Regions from separate parts of the Sus scrofa genome. Here region 1 is linked to region 2. The links are chromatin contacts, called in public HiChIP or PLAC-seq maps. All regions are on one chromosome and are shown on one strand. The core of a region is the stretch at or near the end of the contact, and the rest is flanking DNA. Distances in the headings are between cores, read along the strand shown.

What was found. HiChIP or PLAC-seq counts read pairs in DNA pulled down with a chosen protein or histone mark.
Region 1: a contact with region 2 is called in an H3K27ac HiChIP or PLAC-seq map of alveolar macrophages. The contact joins two enhancer-like sites. A contact is called at or near these places in 2 of 2 datasets of contacts at active chromatin or transcription factors (alveolar macrophages and skeletal muscle).

Annotation. Positions count from the first base shown.
Region 1 is chr6:70,584,196-70,590,937 of Sscrofa11.1, forward strand. KIF1B (kinesin-like protein KIF1B) reads left to right here. Exons shown (of 46, transcript XM_021095324.1): 16 at 1-44; 17 at 562-668; 18 at 1,457-1,540; 19 at 2,284-2,464; 20 at 2,588-2,660. Among named protein-coding and RNA genes, the nearest start is that of TRNAE-UUC, 82 kb to the right of the region's middle. Within about 2 kb of position 2,761, at least 6 of the 83 cell types and tissues checked have an H3K27ac peak or open chromatin away from gene starts, as enhancers often do. A contact at or near this core is called in alveolar macrophages, where this site is marked.
Region 2 is chr6:70,369,039-70,376,079 of Sscrofa11.1, forward strand. All of the region lies in intron 1 of UBE4B (ubiquitin conjugation factor E4 B), which reads left to right. Among named protein-coding and RNA genes, the nearest start is that of UBE4B, 27 kb to the left of the region's middle. Within about 2 kb of position 2,868, at least 2 of the 83 cell types and tissues checked have an H3K27ac peak or open chromatin away from gene starts, as enhancers often do. A contact at or near this core is called in alveolar macrophages, where this site is marked.

The DNA of each region.
Region 1 (6,742 bases), core at 1,511-4,010, 220 kb after region 2:
ATGTCCGAATGCCTGCTTTATTACATCAAAGATGGAATTACTAGGTACGTTTGTTTCTCCTTTTGGTCACGATTTTGAACACGATGTTTTTCTAGATTATTGAAAAACCAAAGGGAAGTTGTTTGTTGAAAAATTTCTTATAACAGTTTCCTGTTTTTCCCATTTGAAGTAGTTACAAATTATCCTCTCTATGCTTTTCTCAAATTATTTAGTTGTTTTAACCGCCAAACCACTGAACATGTGTCTTTTTTTCCTCACTGTCTCTAAGTAAAATTTTTCCTTCTAGCATCACATGTGAATTCATTAAGGAGATTAGTTCACCCTTATCTTTTTGTGATGCTGTGTGAGTTATTTGGTGTATCATTGCCCATTGTTTCTTATTCTAATGTAGGGGTGTTGATCATATACGAACATAGAATTGGCAGTTCAAAGCCTCTGATTAAAGAAAGGCAATACCTTTTTTGTACGTACCAGAGAATGTTCTTCAGGAGAAAGAGGCTCATTGTTTGTAGTGCTTTTTGTGTCTGAATTTCCCTGGGAAACACTTTGCCTTGTGTTCAGGGTTGGCCAAGCAGATGCTGAGCGGCGCCAGGACATCGTGCTGAGCGGGGCTCACATTAAAGAAGAGCATTGTATCTTCCGGAGCGAGAGAAACAACAGTGGGGATGGTGAGAGTTCTCAGCTTCGCTTTTCCAACAACTCTTCATTCTATATTCTGAGAAATCCCCAAGACTTGGTATTCCCTGTCTCTTTCAGTAATACTTTCTTGTACACTCTAATATTTGAAAATGGAAGAAACCTGGGCTGCTTATAAATGCAGGAATGGACGTAGCTACTTTACATGAAAAAGCCCAGACAAAAGGAGCCCTTTTGTTACTGCCAAGAATTGAGCAGGACTAGGCAGTTAGGCTTGGTCTTGAATTTTAATTATTTAATAGACAAGTGAGGGAACAAATATCCTGGGTAGTGGGAGATTTGAAGGACCTTTAGTCTTAAGCCAGTAGAATTTATTTTTATCTAAAGGGAAGAAAAAGTCTGTCTTGATTTTTGCCCAGATTATTAACACAACAATAACAGTCTAATAGTATTTTTGTGTATATAATTTATTCTTCCCTAATCAGAATATTAGCTTTTGATATTAAGTTTCTGGTTATTACCTATATTTCATACTTAAGATTTTGGAAGCCTTTCATTTTTATGCACTGAATTGTCAGGTATCACTGAAACTAACATTTTCTGTCTTCCTCTGAGGTTTGTCCAGTTTATTTAGATGTCTCCATCCAAGCCACAGTGCTGGTTCTAGTACCCTTCAATGAACTGTTACGTAGCTGCTAAGCCACTTGGTTGTTGCAGGAATTTGTTCTAGTTGTCTTGAGTACACTTAGTCATCTGATCTGCTTTCCATTATTTCCTTCCAGTGGGTTGTGGTGCTAACATTAGTTTGTGTTCCTCTTAGTTATCGTGACCCTGGAGCCCTGTGAACGTTCAGAAACCTATGTCAATGGCAAGAGGGTGGCGCAGCCTGTTCAGCTCCGCTCAGGTGAGACTGGGAGAGGCATGAAGTCTTCAGTTGCTTGTGGGAGCAACTCTTTAATTTCTAACTCTTTGTTAAAAGGTTGAGGTGGTGGTCAACATTAGGATTTATGGGAGTTCCCATCACAGCTAGTAGTTAATGAATCCGACTAGAAACCATGAGGTTGCGGGTTCGATCCCTGGCCTTGCTCAGTGGGTTAAGGATCCGGCGTTGCCGTGAGCTGTGGTGTAGGTTGCAGACGCAGCTCAGGTCCTGCGTTGCTGTGGCTCTGGCGTAGGCCGACGGCTACAGCTCCAATTTGACCCCTAGCCTGGGAACCTCCATATGCCATGGGAGCAGCCCAAGAAATGGCAAAAAAAAAAAAAAATTATGATTTATGTTCTTGTAAAACTCCAAAAGTTTTTTTTTGCATTGTGGAGAGTAAAGTTATTAACTTAGATACTATACATTTGTAAAAATATTTCTTGGTATCTCCCATTGCGGCTTAGTAGGTTAAGGACCTGACTTTGTGTCTATGAGGATGCAGGTTTGATCTCTGGCCTCACTCAGTAGTTTAAGGATCTGGCATTGCCACAAGCTGCAGTGTGGGTCACAGAGGCAGCTGGGATTTCGTGTTGCCATGGTTGTGGTGTAGGCTGCAGGTGCAGCTACACTTTGACCCCTAACCCAGGAACTTCCATATGCTGCAGTTACGGCTATAAAAAGGAAAAAAGAAAAGATTTCTTAACCTCGTTTCTCTTTTATGCCAGGAAACCGCATCATCATGGGTAAAAACCATGTGTTTCGTTTTAACCACCCGGAGCAAGCACGGGCCGAACGGGAGAAGACACCTTCTGCTGAGACCCCCTCTGAGCCTGTGGACTGGACGTTTGCCCAGAGAGAGCTTCTGGAAAAACAAGGAATTGATATGAAACAGGAGATGGAAAAAAGGTAACATACACATGTGATGTGGCCCACATGACTCTCCCTTCTTTTAAACATGGTAGAATTCAAGAAACCGGTCATGGATGTCACAATTTGTTCTTCCCTCTCTGACTTTTCTTTTCCTTCTAGATTACAGGAAATGGAGATCCTATACAAAAAGGAGAAAGAGGAAGCAGATCTTCTCCTGGAGCAACAGAGACTGGTAGGAGCCCACCCCAAATCCTCAGTTAGGAGAGGGCACTTGCTCTCGTATCATACCTTCCCTGTCCCACAGATGAGCACTTGCCCTCAATGCTTATCCAGCTCTCATTGATACCGTGCACTGTTCTCTCATTTCCTTAACAGAAAAGGAACTTACACCTCCTGGGAGTCTTAGCCTGAAAAACTGTCCTTAAAGTTACTCTTTTTGTGCCTCTTACGTCCTAAAGCAAATCTTGTATCAAAACCAAGTGCTTTTGGAGGAAATAGTGGGAGCTTTTCCAATAGCCTTTGCCTATGGATAGTGGCTTTTGAGTATATGGGAGTGGCAGTTCTTTTAATAGTAATTTCTCTCAGTATTGAATTTGGTGGGTGTTTGCCTTGGTTTTGTTTCTGATCACCTGATAGTACTAATTCTCTGCTCTTGGGCTGACCTGGGAATTGTTCTTGTGCTGGGCAGACTTTTTTTTTTTTTTTTTTTTTTAAGTTAAACTGTGTCTAAAAGTGTTGCTGCACAGTTGCATGTGTTAATCCTTTTCTGTTCCCCTGCATGGAGTCTGAATTCTCAGTAAGGGTCTCCGTGGCATATGGGGTGTCAGTGGAAGTAAGGACTGTACAACTGAGATAGGGAAAAGGGGAAGCCTGGTTTCTGCGGGTTGAGAAAGTGTTTGGGTTAGCAGCTGAAAAGCCAGTTTAAGACTGCAGCTTATAAGCTGATGCCTGTAGTATTTTATGATATTAATTGATTTTATAGATTTTGTAAAAATTGAATCTTATGAATAAATAAATTTATCCATTAGCTATATTTTCATTTTTAAAGCCATTCAGTTTTTGTTAACCAAGCCCTGGTTAACAGAATCTTCTTGGCATTCATTTGATATGTAAGAAAAAGGTATAATAGGAATTCCCTCACGGCGCAGCAGATTAAGGATCTGGCATAGTCACTGTAGTGGCTTGGGTCACTGCTGTGGCGCAGGTTTAATCCCTGGCCTGGGAAGTTCCGCATGGTCATGGCCAAAAAAAAAGAAAAAGGCACAACAGTCTTGGGGTACAGTGGATTCAGATTAGGAATTTCTCTTTTTTTTTTTTTAAAGATTCATGAGGAATTCCCACTGTGATTCAGCAGTAACGAACCCAACTAGTATCCATGATTATTGGAGTTCAGTCCCTGGCCTTGCTCAGTGGATTAAGGATCTGGTGTTGCTGTGGCTGTGGCGTAGGCTGGCAGCTACAGCTCTGATGCGACCCCTAGCCTTGGAACCTCCATGTGCCGCAGGTGTGGCCCTAAAAAGTCAAAATAAAAAAGATTCATGGACTTCTTTTAAGATAAGGGGGTATTAGGCAGAAAGTTGGGGTACTGGTTTCTTTCCTTAGCATAAAATACAGAATGCAGAATACCGAGTATAAACCGCAGCATGTAAACTACAGCCTTATGGCTGTGCTCGGCTTTGGAGATGAGAGACTATTGCTCAGTGGCCAGAAAAGCCAAGGACTTGTGCAAAAGCAGCCTCTTCCAGAGCAGCTCAGTTCTCAGGCTTGGCAGTAGGTTAAACCAGTTAGTTTGTTATCTTGGAAATTATAGTAAAGCCCAAAAAAGAATAGATGGCAAGAATAAATCGAATTTTGGGGCAAGATAATAGCAGTGTTATATAGATGGAGCCTCTTTAGGAGGCCTAGTTGGCATTTAGTTTGTAATGAAAACAGAAAGGTTTAGCTACAGTGTGATTAGAGGCTTGAAAACTTTGTGACACATGAAGGAGCCTTTTATCTTCATAATGTGCTATAATCTAATAACATGCCTCTCATGGTCTGTGAGAGATCAAACGAGGACAGGTATAATTAAGCTGTATTTATTATTAACAATAGTGCCTTGTATTTTTGTGTAGTGAATTATAATTTACAAGGAGCTTTAACATCTATCAATTTTTTGATTCCCCAAATGACCTTCTTTGGTGGTGTCTATGTAATTAAAATGGCAAATACTACCTCTAGTTTATAGTTGAGGAAACCAAGTCTAAAAAATGCTGTCTCGCCCACTCTGAAATTCCTATTAAGACATGGGGCTGATGCTTAAACCTAAACTTGGGTCTTCTGACTTGCTTCAGTGTTCTGTCCAGTAGAACAGTGCCTCTCAACCACTTGGAAGTCTTGTTAAGATGCTGATGCTGAAGTTACCATTGTTGCTTAGTGGTTAATGAACCCGTCTAGTATCCATGAGGAATCAGGTTCAATCCCTGGCCTCACTCAGTGGGTTAAGGATCTGGTGTTGCCATAAGCTGTGGTGTAGATCGAAGACACAGCTCAGATCCCATGTTGCTGTGGCTGTGGTGTAGGCCAGCAGCTATAGCTCCAATTTGACCCCTAACCTGGGAACTTCCATACGCCATGGGTGCGGCCCTAAAAAGACCAGTTAAAAAAAAAAATGCTGGTGCTGATCAGTATGTCTGGGGTGGGACCTGAGATTCTGCAGTTTGTAACAGGATCCCAGGTGATGCCAAAACTCCCGGACCAACCTTTGAGTAACTAGGTGTAAAAGAATAATGATGCTTGATGCTCTCTGCATCCAAGAGTTGATGATCATTCTGTGCTCTGAAGTAAAAACAGTGACCACTGAATAAAGAGAAACTAAATGTCTCTAGGACGTATTTAGTTTCCAGGGAACATACTTAGTCTGCGAGTGATCAGGTTCTGATCGTCATTTGCTCTGTGTATCTCAAAGCAATCTAGAACTTCAAGAGCAGCTCCTTAAAGCAGGGAGATTGCTTTCCTGCCGTTAAGTCCAGCTGTCTGTCCCACTTCGATTTCTTGTCCTCCAGAGTTGATTTCTAACTCTTTAGCCTGAAGAATATCTAGCAGTAACAATACTGAACAAAGATGTATTTTTGGAGTTTCCCATGGTGGCGCACTGGTAACAAACCCAACAAACCTCATGGGTACTCCCATGAGGACACGGGTTCGATCCCTGGCCTTGTTCAGTGGGTTATAGATCTGGCATTGTCATGAGCTGTGGTGTGGGTCGCAGGTACAGCTCGGATACTGAGTCACTGTGGCTGTGGTGTAGGCCGGCAGCTACAGTTCTGGTTCAGCCTCTAGCTCAGGAACTTCCATATGCTGCAGGTACAGCCATAAAAAAAAACAGAAAAAAGAAAAGTATTTTTATGACCCTATATTGGTCAACCCACAGATATGTTTTGAATGCACACTATGGATAAACTTTGAGAGGATGCAATGGAATAATTATTAAGTAAATATTTGATATTTACTATATGTGATCATTTTTGCACAGTGACAACCTTAAAAGTAGAATTCAGGCTCATGAGTTTTCTATTATGATACTTCCCTAAATGCGTCACATGGTTACATTGCTAAACATTCTCTTATAGTTAGTGCTGCATAGTCTGTCCTGTGCTTGCTTTTTTACACATGTTTTGGAGAACTTCTCTCTTTTATTTGCATAATCTTCCTGTCCAGTCTCTTCAGGAGGCCCACTTTGTATTTGGTGTATAATGAAAACAGCGATCATTTAGTGTCATGTGATTTTGCCAGATCTGAGTAGTTTTCCAACCCTATAACAAATGAATCTAAATATCTTAAAGTATTCCCCCCATCTCCTTTTTTGGACATGAGATAAGATTTGCATCTCGGCACACAAGCTTTGCATACAGTTTTCAGTGTCATGATCAGTACGTGAAAGGATATGCTGGGGCTATAAGAAGGACATATTCTACAGAGTCAGTATAACAGTATTTTAAAAAGAAAAAAGCTATGACCACTTGATTTTGAGTTCTTTTGGATTTATGTAAACTCATTTATGTTTTATTTCAGAGTTTAAAGGCATAATATATGTCTCTTAAGTATGATATTAAAGCAATGATTAGAATATTTTCTGCATTAAATAGTATTCATTTCATCATTAAGCAGATTTTAAAGGAAAAGAAAAGAAGCCAGGGGAAAAAACCCTATAGTTAATTATGTAGGAAGAAACGAAAATTTGTGTTCTGTAAAACCCAGTTTATACATATTTGCAAGAAAACCTTTTTAGAAGTCAGACATACTTTTTCTCTAATGTTTATTAATATCATGTTT
Region 2 (7,041 bases), core at 1,618-4,117:
GCTGGTAAAGGAAGCCTCGCTGAGAAGGTCACACATGTCACTGGGCGGTCGGCTTGGAGAGCAGGGTGTCGAGGAGAAAGAGTCAGCGAGCGGTACAGTAAGTGACCCCTGTTTGTGCTGGAGAAAGAGCCTCTACTGCCCAGACCATGCTGTGCTCCAAACAGCCACCGCCGCTTCCTGGCAGGAGGTTATGTTCTCAGCCCCTGTGGCTGCAGGTGTGGCCGCGTGACTTGCTCTGGTCAGTGCGGTGTGAGCAGAAACAGCTGGTCCCGCCCTCTCCCTTGGCCCCGATGTGGCAAGTCCCTGCAGAGGCTACTTTGTCATCCTGGGTCTTTGGAGTGAGGTTGTTTTGAGCAGAGCAGCACTTTCATCGGAATGTTTTCAGCTTTTACAGAAATAGTAGGAAAAAATGATAGTTTCATGCTCTATTTTGTTTTTTTTAGAAGTAGAATTAATATGACAGGACCCTTGTGAGAGGTGCGAGTGGGCAGCGCAGAAGCTCTGTGGACAGTTTCATTCTCTTCGCTAAAAATTATAGAAAGGAAGAGTTGCCACTGTGGTGCAGTGGGGTTGGTGGTGTCTGTGTAGCTCCAGGACTCAGGCTTGATCGCCAGCCTGGCACAGAGGGTTAAGGATCCAGTGTTGCCGCAGCTGTGGCTAGGATCTGATCCCATCCCTGGCCCAGGAACCCCATATGCCTCAGGGCAGCCAAGAAAATGAAAAGAGAAGATAAGAAAAAAATGGAAATTTATTGTGTAACATTGCCATTTTCACTTACATATAATTTGTACTAGTATCTTTTGTAAGTATACCCAAATAGAATCACAGTGTGTACCCTTTAGCACCTGCTTTTTCAACTCGACTTTTAAAAAAATATTGTGGGAGTTCCCGTCAAGGCGCAGCAGAAATGAATCCGACTAGGAACCATGAGGTTGTGGGTTTGATCCCTGGCCTTGCTCAGTGAGTTAAGGATCCGGCGTTGCCATGAGCTGTGGTGTAGGTCGCAGACGTGGCTTGGATCCAGCATTACTGTGGCTATGGTGTAGGCCAGCAGCAACAGCTCTGATTAGACCCCTATCCTGGTAACCTCCGTATGCCGCAGGTGTGGCCCTAAAAAAAACAAAAGACAAATATAAAATATATAAATATATATAAAATATATATAGTGGTAAAATATATATAACATAAAAATATACCTTCTTTTAGGAGCAGGAGATAGAAGTGACTAGAAAACACCTTGTTTCCTTTTATTTATTTTTATTTATTTATTTATTTATTTTGTCTTTTGTCTTTTTGCTATTTCTTTGGGCCGCTCCTGCGGCATATGGAGGTTCCCAGGCTAGGGGTCAAATCGGAGCTGTAGCTGCCAGCCTACGCCGGAGCCACAGCAACGCGGGATCCAAGCCGCGTCTGCAACCTACACCACAGCTCACAGCAACGCTGGATCGTTAACCCACTGAGCAAGGGCAGGGATTGAACCCGCAACCTCATGGTTCCTAGTCGGATTCGTTAACCACTGCGCCACGACGGGAACTCCCTTGTTTCCTTTTAGAGATAGAGCACGGCCAAGATACCATATATGTATGTATGTACGTACATATGTACATACCTAGGTACTATGTGTAACCTCCCTGTTAAGTGCTGATGGATGTCCCAGGCTGAGTTGCAGTCTCCCTCTTTGTGTAATTTCTACTCTCATTACCTCTTGGGCAGATCTTATTTTGCTGTGTTATTATTGTCGATTTCTTATGTCTTTTCCCCAGTGGATCTGGAAATGCTTGAAGGTAGAGCTTGTGACTCCAGTATTGTCATATCTTTATTGCTTGCTCTAGTGGCTGGTGCAAAGTAGACACTTACTGAACCAACAAAGGATTGAATTTTGAGGGTGAGATTATGTTCATAAGATATCATTTTTTCCTAGTTTATTCATTAATACTCTCTATGTAAATATAGATATATACAACATGGCATATGGAAGTTCCTGGGCCAGGGATTAAACCCAAGCCATAGCAGCAACCTGAGCTGCTACAGCGACGCCAGATCCTTAATCTGCAGCACCACAAGAGAACTCCATACTCTGTCTATAGTTTAAACTAGAAAATGGAAATACTCTTTTTTTTTTTTTAGGGCCGCGCCTGGGGCATGGAGGTTCCCAGGCTAGGGGTCTAATCAGAGCTACAGCTGCCGGCCTACGCCACAGCCACAGCAATGTAGGACCTAAGCCACATTAGCAACTACACCACAGCTCACGGCAACGCCAGATCCTTAACCCACTGAGCAAGACCAGGGATTGAACCTGCAACCTCATGGTTCCTAGTCGGATTCATTTCTGCTGCACCATGATGGGAACTCCGGAAATATTCTTTATTTCAAAATACACATTCATCAAAGAGGAAGTTTACTAATATTCTGATGTTAGACTATAAACATAGTATCTGAAATACCAACAGCCTATATACATGAATTCATTTATTCATAATAATGGACAAGCACTGTGTCATCAGGGGAGTAAGGCTGCCTCCATCCACAGGTCACCGCAACTTCAGAACGGATTTTCTTCTGTAAAGATCAAGGGAGCACGGGTAAGATTGGGTCCTCCAGAGCTAGACTATCTTCTCTTTTGCTTTCCAGCTGTGTGACCTTGAGCAAGTCACTTAACCTCTCTGAGTTCAGTTTTCTCATCTGTAAAATGGGAAAATAAAGGTACCGCCCTCTTTGGATTATTAACCAAAGTTGTGTATCTGAAGCCCGTAGAACCAGCATCTGGCACTTGATAAGCATTTGGTAATTGTTAATCCTATTAGTGTTAATTATTTTTTGTCTCAGAGTCTGCAGCAGCCTTTTGAAGCAATCGTCAGTGACTAACCTAGAAACTTCATTCTCTGAGCGCTGTATTCACTTCCTCTTTGCAAGAGGAGATGGCGGAGTTGTTTTGAGAAGTAAGGAGACATTTTTACCTGTGTTCCGTTGAAATCTTCGAAGGAGAATTTAAGTCACAATTTCCTATAATCTTAAGATTTAGGGGAAAAGTGCTTTTTTTTTTTTTTTTTCAAATTTTTGGTCTCATATATATATATAAGCTGACAGTGGTAGATTGAGTTTATTTTATTTTGGGCCACAGGGTGAGGCTTGACTTGGGATCTCAGTTTCCAGGCCAGGAGTTGAAGCCAGCCACAGCAAAGGGGTCAAATCGCAACTACTAGACCGCCAGGGAACTCCCTAGACTGAGTTTAATATAGTCTTTAAGGATTTAAGTGACAAGACTCTTGGCGCTTTTAAGTGAAAATTAATTTAAAATTGTGACTTTTGGAAAGGAAACTCGGTGGACTTTAGACCCCAGAGCTCTGGTGTTTAGATTCCAACGTATTTTTTTTTTTTTTTTAAGATATATTGTTGGGCTTCGATATGGGCATATTGTGAAACTGTCACAGCATTTTATAAGTTTTAGATATGACCATCTATTAAAAAAGAAAATAAATCCTGCAAAAATAAAAGAGATTTCTCTAGAAGGACACCAGCCCAAAGAGTAAATATTTGCAAGTGTTTCTCTTTATGTTGGAATTTAATATTTTTGAGTAGAAAAGTAAGATGCTTTTATAGAATGACTAGTAAATTTAAAGCAATGCTTTTTGAAGTTCCCGTCCTGGTGCAGCGGAAACAAATCTGACCAGGGACAATGAGGTTGAGGGTTCGATCCCTGGCCTCGCTCAGTGGTTTAAGGATCCAGTGTTGCTGTGAGCTGTGGTGTAGGTCGCAGACTCGGCTCAGATTTGGTGTTGCTGTGGCTGGCAGCTATAGCTCCGATTTGGTCCCTAGCCTGGGAACCTCCATATGCCAAGGGTGTGGCCCTAAGAAACAAAACAAAGCCAATGCTCTTTGGATTTATTTCGCCCCCCACACACATACAAACTGCTAAAAATAGGAGGGACAGTTCGGCCCATCCTGTGTTAGCTTTTGCCTTATGTCACCACAGCAGCCCTTGCTGTTTTGGACAGAAGCTGTTTGGAATCTACTTTTAGTTAATCAGAAACATGAGGGTAGGAAGCACTGCATCAGGATAGAACAATTCCACGGAAACCCCTATTTTAACGTCATTTGTGAAATAAGAACTGAAACAGGAAAGACAAGAAAAACTCTAGGAATGAAATTTCATGATCAGTATGTTTGGGTTTGAGTTGTGGTTTAGGACATAAGCTGAGGAATTGGGAGTTCCCTTTTTATGCTTTTGATGTTTTCTCTCTATGACATCTGAGGAAACAGAGTTCTTTTAAAAAGACTTTTGGGAGTTCCCTTGTGACACAGTGGGTTAAGGATCTGTCATTGTCACTGCTGTGGCACAGGTTTGACCCCTGCCCAGTAATTTCCACATGTCAGGGGTGTGGCCAAAAATTATTTATTTAAAAAATCGTTGGGAGTTCCCGTCGGGGTTCAGTGGTTAACGAATCTGACTAGGAACCATGAGGTCGTGGGTTCAATTCCTGGCCTTGCTCAGTGGGTCAAGGATCCAGCGTTGCTGTGAGCTGTGGTGTAAGTCGCAGACGCAGCTCAGATCCCGTGTTGCTGTGGCTGTGGTGTAGGCCAGCGCCTACAGCTCCGATTGGACCCCTAGCTTGGGAACCTCCATATGCCGCGGGAGCGACCCTAGAAAAGGCAAAAAGACCAATAAATAAATAAATAAATAAATAAAACATTGTTTAGGAGTTCTCGTTGTGGCTCAGTGGTTAACAAGTCCGACTAGGAACCATGAGGTTGTGGGTTTGATCCCTGGCCTTGCTCAGTGGGTTAAGGATCTGGCGTTGCCGAGAACTGTGGGGTAGGTCGGTAGGTTGCAGATGCGGCTCGGATCCCGCGTTGCAGTGGTTCTGGTGTAGGCTGGCAGCTACAGCTCCGATTCAGTCCCTGGTCTGGGAACCTCCATATGCCGAGGGAGCGGCCCTAGAAATGGCAAAAAGACAAAAAAAAAAAAAAAAAATTGTTTGAAGAAAAAAGACTTTTGCTTAACTTAAAGGATATTATACCAGTCTTATGTGCTGAGTGTATAAAGTAGAGGGAGCAAAGAGAAAAAAAGTGTAATAATATTTTGGTGTGTTGCGGTTATTTTTAGTTTGTGTCTCATATGTTCTGCTTGTGATAAAAGTGAGGTCATATCTCTTTTTTTTTTTTTTTTTGTCTTTTTTTGTTGTTGTTGTTGCTATTTCTTGGGCCGCTCCCGCGGCATATGGAGGTTCCCTGGCTAGGGGTCAAATCGGAGCTGGAGCTGCCAGCCTACGCCAGAGGCACAGCAACGCAGGATCCGAGCCGCGTCTGCAACCTACACCACAGCTCACGGCAACGCGGATCGTTAACCCACTGAGCAAGGGCAGGGACCGAACCCGCAACCTCATGGTTCCTAGTCGGATTCGTTAACCACTGCGCCACGACGGGAACTCCAGGTCATATCTCTTAATAGTCAAATTAATTAGGCCTTCATACCTGCGGTTGCTCGAAGCCATTCTCTTGGGCGACTCCAGTCCACATATTCCCAGGTTTCTCAAGGTTGCTAAACCAGTTTAAAGCCACCACCATGGAAGTTCCCATCGTGGCTCAAGGGAAACGAATCCGACTAGGAACCATGAGGTTTCCGGTTTGATCCCTGGCCTTGCTAAGTGGGGTAAGGATCCAGCATTGCTGTGAGCTTTAGCATATGTCGCAGATGTGGCTTGTATCCTGCGTTGCTGTGGCTGTGGTGTAGGCCGGCAGCTGTAGCTCCGATTGGACCCCTAGCCTGGGAACTTCCATATGCTGCAGGTGCAGCTGTAAAAAGCAAAAAAAAAAAAAAAAAAAAATCAGAGCCACCACCATGGTAGAATGTGGTCAGTCCACCAAAAGGCCTTGTCTTCTGCTGAGAGTTGCTGTGGCTGCTTAGAGCAGCGCCCGTTTAAGGCGTCCCTTCCCAGGAAGTCTTTAAGATGTGGGGAGGGGGTGTCAGACCAGGTTCTGCTCATCACCTCCGGCTCAGGTCCTGTGTAGGCCTGCCCTGTCCCTTACTGCGCTCCTCCAGCTCTGTTAGTAGGCCACAGTAGAGCGCACAAAGTCTCTATTCTTTTTTTTTAAACCTGTGTTTGTGGAGAGGTTTGGGAGGGGGGTGGGAAACGCCAGCACAGTGGAAATCTTTCTTCTTGGAAAACTTCCTTCAAGCACGTATTGCAGTGAGTCAGGACATTTATTCTGGGTTTGTATCACTGAGGAGAATATCTGAATTTAACATCTCAGGCTGAACTTGGCACCCAGCTTTAAAGTGGCTTTGTGTTTTTTTCCAAGAGCAGTGTGTGTGCTTTCTCAAAGGTCATAATATTATTCCATGAACAGTAAATTTTATGTGTAGTGCATTTTCTAGTATTTTTCACTTATTTGGCAAATAATTAAAGAGCACCTACTCTGTGCCAGGCGTTCTTCCAGGCATCATGAGACATGAGAGGAAAAAAACTGAGAAAAGCCCTTGCCTAAAGCTCTTAGAGGAGTTCTCATCTTGGCACAGCAGGAACAAACCCGATTAGTATCCACGAGGACACAAGTTCAATCAATCCCTGGCCTCGCTCAGTGGGTTAAGGATCTGGCGTTGCCTTGAGCTATGGTATAGGGCGAAGACGAGGCTCGGATCTGGTGTTGCTCTGGCTGTGGTGTAGGCCGGCGGCTGCAGCTCCTATTTTTTGACCCCTAGCCTGGGAAACCGCCAGTATGCTGTGATATGGCCCTAAACAAACAAACAAACAAACACATCGCGTAGCGTAGGGGGATAGTGGGCATGTGGGCATGCGGTACCCAAAGAAATATCACACATGTTGGTAGGTCAGGGAAGAGCCATAGAGATAAAATGCCGTCGGGAACAGGACAGAGTGGTTTTCGCACACCTCTCTGAGGAAGGTACTGTTTAACCCCATGTGAAGATGGAAATGCAGGGAACTTTCCGGAGCCACCGAGGTTAAATTTCAGGTTCAGGTCAAGCGTGGGCTCTTAAAGTTCAGCTGCTTCTGACGTAGCAAAACTTGTAGCAAATCCCCA